2 separate regions of the Mus musculus genome follow, and region 2 is linked to region 1. A link is a contact called in public promoter capture Hi-C data. All regions are on one chromosome and are shown on one strand. Each heading gives the region's core, a stretch centred on a gene start, on an enhancer-like site or on the middle of the called end of the contact. The rest is flanking DNA. Distances are from core to core; before and after follow the strand shown. Region 1 overlaps Tbc1d9 (TBC1 domain family, member 9). Region 2 holds the start of Mgat4d (MGAT4 family, member C).

What was found. Promoter capture Hi-C pulls out the DNA fragments that hold promoters and counts their contacts.
Region 2: a contact with region 1 is called in a promoter capture Hi-C map of stem cell-derived epiblast-like cells, with 2.2 times the contacts expected there. The contact joins the promoter of Mgat4d here to the enhancer-like site in region 1. A contact is called at or near these places in 25 of 39 promoter capture datasets (the 3T3-L1 cell line, 3T3-L1-derived adipocytes, the C10 cell line and 16 more), 8 of 15 datasets of contacts at CTCF or cohesin (CD8 T cells, the G1E-ER4 cell line, the NIH/3T3 cell line and 5 more), 109 of 484 Hi-C or Micro-C datasets (the 3T3-L1 cell line, 3T3-L1-derived adipocytes, the AML12 cell line and 53 more), 18 of 115 datasets of contacts at active chromatin or transcription factors (astrocytes, bone marrow-derived dendritic cells, bone marrow-derived macrophages and 6 more) and 5 of 9 other capture datasets (adipose tissue, embryonic stem cells, liver and 2 more).

The regions. Positions count from the first base shown.
Region 1 is chr8:83,258,931-83,262,659 of GRCm38.p6, forward strand. It overlaps Tbc1d9 (TBC1 domain family, member 9), which reads left to right. Exons shown (of 21, transcript NM_001111304.1): 14 at 65-163; 15 at 374-442; 16 at 1,989-2,229. Among named protein-coding and RNA genes, the nearest start is that of Ucp1, 30 kb to the right of the region's middle. Within about 2 kb of position 1,676, at least 26 of the 459 cell types and tissues checked have an H3K27ac peak or open chromatin away from gene starts, as enhancers often do. A contact at or near this core is called in epiblast stem cells and stem cell-derived epiblast-like cells, where this site is marked.
Region 2 is chr8:83,346,839-83,350,363 of GRCm38.p6, forward strand. It overlaps Mgat4d (MGAT4 family, member C), which reads left to right and starts at 1,634. Exons shown (of 11, transcript NM_026233.2): 1 at 1,634-1,740. The coding sequence starts at 1,647.

The DNA.
Region 1 (3,729 bases), core at 426-2,925:
GTGCATGTGACCCTGCGTGCTTGAGCACATTTTTTTCAGAAACACCAAAATTCCTCCTTTCTAGAAATTTGGAACTATCCGGGCCGATTTGATTGAGCAGATGCGATTCAAGCAGAGGCTGAAAGTGATCCAGACCCTGGAGGACACCACCAAACGCAATGTGGTAAGCCCCGTGAAGGGCAGCGGGGAGGGATGGGCGGTGGGACGGGGGCGGGGCAGGGGCGGGGAATACCTCACTTTGCCCCTCCCAGCTCACCCTCCTGCTGCCGCCCCCCCCACCCCCCCAACCCCCGCTCCAGCTTGGCAGAATTTGAGAAAGAACCTAGAGGCTTTCTTGGTGTGCCATGTTTTGAGTCTGCGCGCTCCCTTACAGGTACGGACCATTGTGACGGAGACGTCCTTCACCATCGATGAGCTGGAAGAACTGTACGCTCTTTTCAAGGTGAGTTTCAAAGTAAATTCAGAGGGATGAAAAGAACTTAATATGATGAAAAGAAGCCGTAATCGCTCAGTGAGTCCTTGATCTTTCTGTTCGGTGATTTGGGGCTTCCCTGGGTCGCCAATATACATGAGAAGGAAGACAGAGCCGGGAGAACAAAGCTGTCCTGCTAAGTAGGAAGAGTAAATTGGCTCTCAGCATTAATTTAAGTGGACATTTTAGCTCTCTTCCTCACCATCTGGTACAGTTAGTTTTCTTGGACCTTAGGACATGGGATCTTGAGTTCTAAAACTCCATAGACCAGTGGTGATCAAAGTTCAAATTCTGCCTGAAATTTCTATACCTACTAAGCTCCTAATCACCCTTTAAAAAATGTATAGCTAGAAGCAGCAGCATGGTATGTAGGAGACGTGGTTAGAGTTCACTGTTTCCCAAGTCCCCTGGCGGTGGTGGCCAGTTCTGTTAGTGCTGTGGTGATGCAGAACATCACGGAAAAGGAGGAGAAAATCTTCACAGCATGGCAGCCAAGGAACAGAAAAACACTAAGAGAGGTCCAAGACAAGAGAGAGTCCTCTAGAATATGACCCACTTCCTCCAACCAGGCTCCACATCCAGAAGTTTCCGTCATGCCCCGATAAAGCCAGCAAATGATTAATCCACTCATGAAGGAAGACCAGGCAATTGTGACTCAGTCACATCTCAGTGATGGGATCCATCCTTCAGGGACCAAGTTAACAGCATATAGCATTGTTGTGGGGATGGCTCATAGCCAAACCCTAACAAAAACTGTCTACACGCCTAGCGAAGGGCATCATGAGCTTAAATTCCTGTGGTTTCCATTTGTTCGTTGAGCCACTATTGGTATTGATCCTTAATAAGGATCAATAAGGATCCTTAATAAGAAAAATATAACCTAATAAGTTTTAAATGTGATTCTTCTACAGAAGTTTTTTGTCTTCTCTGGTCAATGTCACGGGTTGGAGTGTGGCAGTTAACACAGTACTTGGGAGTTGGAGGCAGGAACATCAGTTCAAGGGTGATGCCAGCCTGGATTGAGTGACACCATGACTCAGAAACAAAAGCCACCAGCAGATCTCAGTGTGGTTCTTTTGAGCAGGTGAAAAGATGATCTAGGAACAAACATAGAAGAAAGCATGGACATCCTGTAGACAGCTCTTACAGGAACTGAGCATAGACCTGAAGGGTCTCCCTAATGCGCCCTCCTACATCTTCACCACTAGAGGGCGCCAGTGTCATTTTTCCTCTCTCCCCTGGTAGGGAGGCCAGATGTGTATTGACTCGATACACAAGTCAAGCTCCTGCACTCTTCTGATGAAACACTGATTTCTATCCACCGCATCAGGAAACCACTGCTGAGCCTAGCTCTTCGTTCTCACCATGGTATCTTCTAGACTTACAGTTTCACAAGCTAGGTGCTCCTGTGTATAGTAGGAGGCCCACACACAGGCAGATTGGACACTGTGCCTAGGGTAACAGCAGTGGTCTGGGGCTGTATGAGTGACAGTAACCACTTTGCAACATTTTTCAGGCTGAGCATCTGACCAGCTGCTACTGGGGTGGGAGCAGCAATGCCCTGGACCGACACGACCCCAGCCTGCCTTACCTGGAGCAGTACCGCATCGACTTTGAGCAGTTCAAGGGCATGTTCGTGCTGCTCTTTCCCTGGGCGTGTGGCACACACTCCGATGTGCTGGCCTCCCGCCTGTTCCAGCTGTTAGATGAGAATGGAGACTCCTTGATTAACTTCCGAGAGTTCGTCTCTGGGCTGAGTAAGGATGCGATATTCTTGTATGAGCTGGGTGGGGACAATGGGGGTGTCACCTGGGGTTCCCCTCGATAGCACTCAGGGTCCCCACACTGAGTCTAGAGGAAGGAAGAATGCATACAAGGTTTGCATGCTAGTTGTAAGATTGTGTCTGGTTAATAGCTGTATTAATGGGTAATCTACAGCCCACTTGACACATGAGACAGATGGGGTTTTTTTTTGTGGGTTGTTTAGTTAGTTAGTTTGTTTGTTTGTTTGTTTTGAGATAGGGTTTCTCTGTGTAGCCCTGGCTGTCCTGGAACTCACTTTGTAGACCAGGCTGGCCTCGAACTCAGAAATCCACCTGCCTCTGTCTCCCGAGTGCTGGGATTAAAGGCGTGCGCCACCACGCCCGACCATGAGACAGATGTTGATATGAGTTCAGAACATGTTATCAGGGCGCTTGTAAGAAGATTCATCTGGTGAAGGTGCCTGCTTCCAAGTCTGATCTGAGTTCCCGTACCTTCCTGGTGGAGAGGGAGGGCCAACTCTCACAGAGTGTTCTCTGACCTCCTTCACACAGGACTGTGGCAAATACACACACACACACACACACACACACACACACACACACACACACACACACACACACATGCACACACACACCATAGACATAAATAACTAATATGTAGGCTTTTTAAAAAAAATACATGAATAGAGAATGCATATGGCAGTAAAATGCTAACATATCCTGTCAACCCTGACAGGTTTCCCAGGGAAAAAGGAATAGCTAGATGGTGGATTGGATTGTTTTACAAAACAATATAAAAATTAAGAGATACCCTATATAGAATAATCACATATAGGTAAGCCTTTGTAATATATGGTTTCATAATATTTCTAAGTAACATCAAATCTATTTTAATTAAAGACTGGAAAACCATAGCATAAATGGAAGTCTTTGCTGTCTGTTTCCTGGCTAAAGGACTGTCTATAAGTGGGATATGTGCACACTCTCACAAGGACTGCGTCTGGCTAGGACACGCACACATATGCGCACACATGCACACCAGACACCTGACCAGCAGGGTACAGGATGCTGGCTATCTACCAGCTTTGCTCACTTCTCTGCTGTGATTGGACCTTTATTCCATTTATAATGGGATGGAGAAACTGTTGCGTGGTAAGAGAGCTTGGCCCACTCGATGTGAAGTCAGAAGTGTAGCAAGCCTTGTGCCTGGACGTCAGGATGAATTTTTCTGAGGGAATTGTGCCTGTCTGTTATCTTGTGCATCCATCCCTTTTCTCATCCCTGTAACAAGATGACCTACAACTTAAGCAGCTTAAGCTGGAAGTGTTTCTTTTGGCTCACAGTTTGAGGGCACAGTCCATTTCAGCGGGGAAGCATCAGCAGCGTGCATATGAAGTGTCTGCCTGGTCACTGGATGCAGTCAAGAGCAGGGACATCAGTGCTGGAGCTCTCAGGCTCAGCTCCGTTCAGTCTGGGACCCCAAGCCATGTTATG
Region 2 (3,525 bases), core at 384-2,883, 88 kb after region 1:
GAAAACAGAGTATCATATTGAGGGAGATGCTGGTTCGGTTATGTGAATGCATGCTTTGCCCACACTTTAGGGCTGGTAAGTGGAAAACATTTTCCCAAGTATTTGGGGATGCTAGGGGTCAGGGTAAAGCAGGCAATGGTGTTCTGATCAAATTCTCTCTTTCCCACCCTACAAACTTTTTCAAATTGATAATTCATTTGGGGGGACCCAGAAAATTGCTGACCAATCCACCAGCCCATTGAAAATTCTGTGTGTGTGTGTGTGTGTGTGTGTGTGTGTGTGTGTGTGTGTGTGTGTGTTAGGGAACCAGTAACACATATGACTTCCTATCATGAGATTGACTGTAACCTACTCCTTCCTGGACTCCGTGTGTGTGGTTGGAACATAGCTGCACTCCACTTGACCTTAGCTCCTGCAGCACTTTCTCCTGAACGTTGAGTAACCTGCGGTAAGCCATGACTTGGAGGCTTGAGTTCATGTCAGACACTAACAGTTTGGTATTGCTCTGTGTTGTAATTTACAACAATGCTCGTTTTCTAAGTGAAGACCCTTCCTGGGACTTTATCACCTGGTGAGGAAGACAGGAACTGCTAAGCCGTAGTGACAGGCAGATAGTAGTGCACTAGGAAAATCATCTTATTGGATGAATTGTGGACAGCCTAGGGTGGCGCCAGTTTGAATGTCACCATAACAACGTGGGTGTCAGGGCAGAAGTGGGGATCTAGAAACATGTCCCTAAGAAGGACTGTAAACATTTTATAGATGATGAGTGTAATAGCAGTCAGAAGGACCTGATGCCCTTGATAAAACTGAGGGGCTTTGGCGATAAAGAGCTTGAAGGAGAGGCTTAGACTTACTGGGGTGAGACATGCAAGAAAAAGGCTGAAAACCAGTTAGTTGGTGCTCCAATCAACACAGAGAAGCTGATGTCCTTCTGACGATATTTTCCTTGATACCTTCCTTCTCTATAGTAAGGACTTTCTCCATCGCTTCAGAGACTAGCAAGTGGGTTTATGTGTCTGTCCTAGCAGGGTTTGCTTGCCTTGTGGCCTCCAAGAGAGCTCAGCAAACGCCTGGGAAATGGGGCGGAAGAGGGGCTGGAGGAGCAGAAAAGTGAAGTAGCTATCAGCTGTCTTTGCCTCCCTCTTCTAGGATCTCACTACTCACAACTCCCGGCCATTACTATTCAGCGCAACATTCTCAAGCAGGTGGGTGTCCAAATCTTTTAAAGCTTTCAAAGGGGCCAGAAACTGGGTGCTCTTGCAGAAAAGAGATTGTGCATCACCCAAACACTGCCTGCAAGTCTCCAAGAGAGATCAGAGTGTAAAGACCAAATGGGAAACATGAAGGGCTGTGTCATGTGTTTCACACCTTTGAATCGAAATCTGATGAATTCTCGCAGGAAATTACCCTAAGATGATAATGTCTGGTCATGGCCAGGCAGCGCAGGGCTGACCCACAGTTTTTCACAGCCTTGCCAAAGGATTGTAAAGTGTGGTCAAGAGGGGACCACGATGTGCCTGGGAGAAAGTGTTGGGGACCTGAGGACCGTAGCAACGGCCCCTTGGGAGGGCGAGCAAGCACGCGGGGTCAAGGACGCAGGCTCAGTGCCTGTGCAGCCTGGTGTTGGCAGTGACGCTGCCACGATGAAGGCCAAGAACGTTAACTTGCTCTTCGCCTTCGTTGCCGTCCTGCTCTTTGGTTTCTCGTGTTTCTGCATCTCCAGGATGAACCAAACCAGTAAGCGGGGGTGGGGGGGGCGGGGGTGGTGGAGTGGGGTGGGGTTGATAGTGGGATATGAGGGAGATGGGGGGCGCTCTCCATCCTGCCTCTCGGGATGCCCCATCACCAGGGGCGGTTGGGCTGTAACCAGCCCTCGCAGACACCGTGGGGCACGGGACGCGTGCTGATGGATCGGCCTCGTGCTAGCAGGTCCCCCCAAAACTGCCCCTCGCCTCTCCTGCTCATCCTTCCTCCAGATCTCTTCAATATATCGCAAGAGCTCCAGGACTTTCTTCCTCCTTTCTCAGTAACTTTAAATATTTTCAGAGAATTTAGGAGCACTTACAGAAAGACAGCCAGGTTGTCTTTCCTCTCTTTACAAATTAGCTGGTGTTTGATTTCGGCACTCAGGAGGCAAAAGCAGGCAGTCTTTACGAGTTCCAGGCCAGCCAGAGAGCGGACGACGAATTTTCTGGGTAGATAGCCTTTTTTTTTTCTGTAAGTTTGTGGGATTAATAATTTACTTGTATGAGAATATTTAAATGAGGAGGAGGAGGAGGAGGCATCTCTGTTCTTGTCTGTTTTGTTCCCTGATGTGAACCTAGTGTCCAGGAAGAAAAACAAAAACAAAAACAAAAACAAAAACCAACTAACAACATTGTTTGGCATAGAAAAAAAATGCCAATTAATAAAAACCAATCAGGTAAATGAGTGAATGAAACAATAGCTGTCTTGCTGTAAGTAACTGATCAATGAGGACAGTGAGAGAAAATCTGCCTTTCCATGGAGTTTCCACAATGCTTGTGGGGGTAAAAAACAAATATTGCTAAAGCTTAGGACTGCAGCATGAACTCCAATATTGGTGGCAACAGAAAAGGACAATACACTGGGAACTTGTGGAGGTGACACAGGGTAGCCCATAGTCCAAGAAGAGGAGAAGCTGAAGCCACTTGGTGGTGCTTGGAGATCGAGATCACACGACAGAATACCTCCGATGGAGAGGCACCACTGTGCCGCCTTTGGCAAATATTCTCTGCACCTTTGTGGTACTTTCCTATAGATAAGCGTGGGGTAAGGGTCTCCTGGTGGTTTGGGTTTCTCTGGGAGATGCATCTGTTTGTGGCTACTTTGGGGGTCTTGCTGGGGTCCCCCAGCTGGCCATTCTTTCCTTGATGTGGCGTATAAGTCTCCCATTAGAGCTGCTCTATCACAGCCCTTGTGACTAGGGCTGTGTCATCAAGGAGGTAGACACTTTCCGTGACCCTGCAATACTGATTTGGGCCACAGCGACCTGAAGATCTATACCACTTCAAGCTGCCTGCCTGGCAAGCGGTGTCACAGATATCCCATCTTGATTTAGCTGGTTCTTCGCATCCCTGATCCTCTTCAACTGGCAACAGGACGACTTGTAGGCTCAGTGGTTTTCAATTTTCAGAGAAACACGCCTCAGCCTGTACTGGGGGAGAAGAGTATCATATTTTTATCTTCTCTGCACTCTCTTTGGAGGATCAAATGCAGGAGTATATTAAATCCCAGCAAGGTCTGGGCCCTTGGGAGTATGGCAGACACATGAAACTGGATCAGCAACTATATAGTAAATGCTCTGAATGCTGACGTACGTTTTGATTGGGTGTAAAACATTTTTATGATGTTCACAAGAAGCACCTTTAGAGGGCAAAAATGCTAGAACTGTAGAAGAATACACACTGTAGAAGAAGAATACACACTGTAGAAGAATACACACTGTAGAAGAATACACACTGTAGAAGAATACACACCCACAAAGCCAAGGCAAGGGGAACC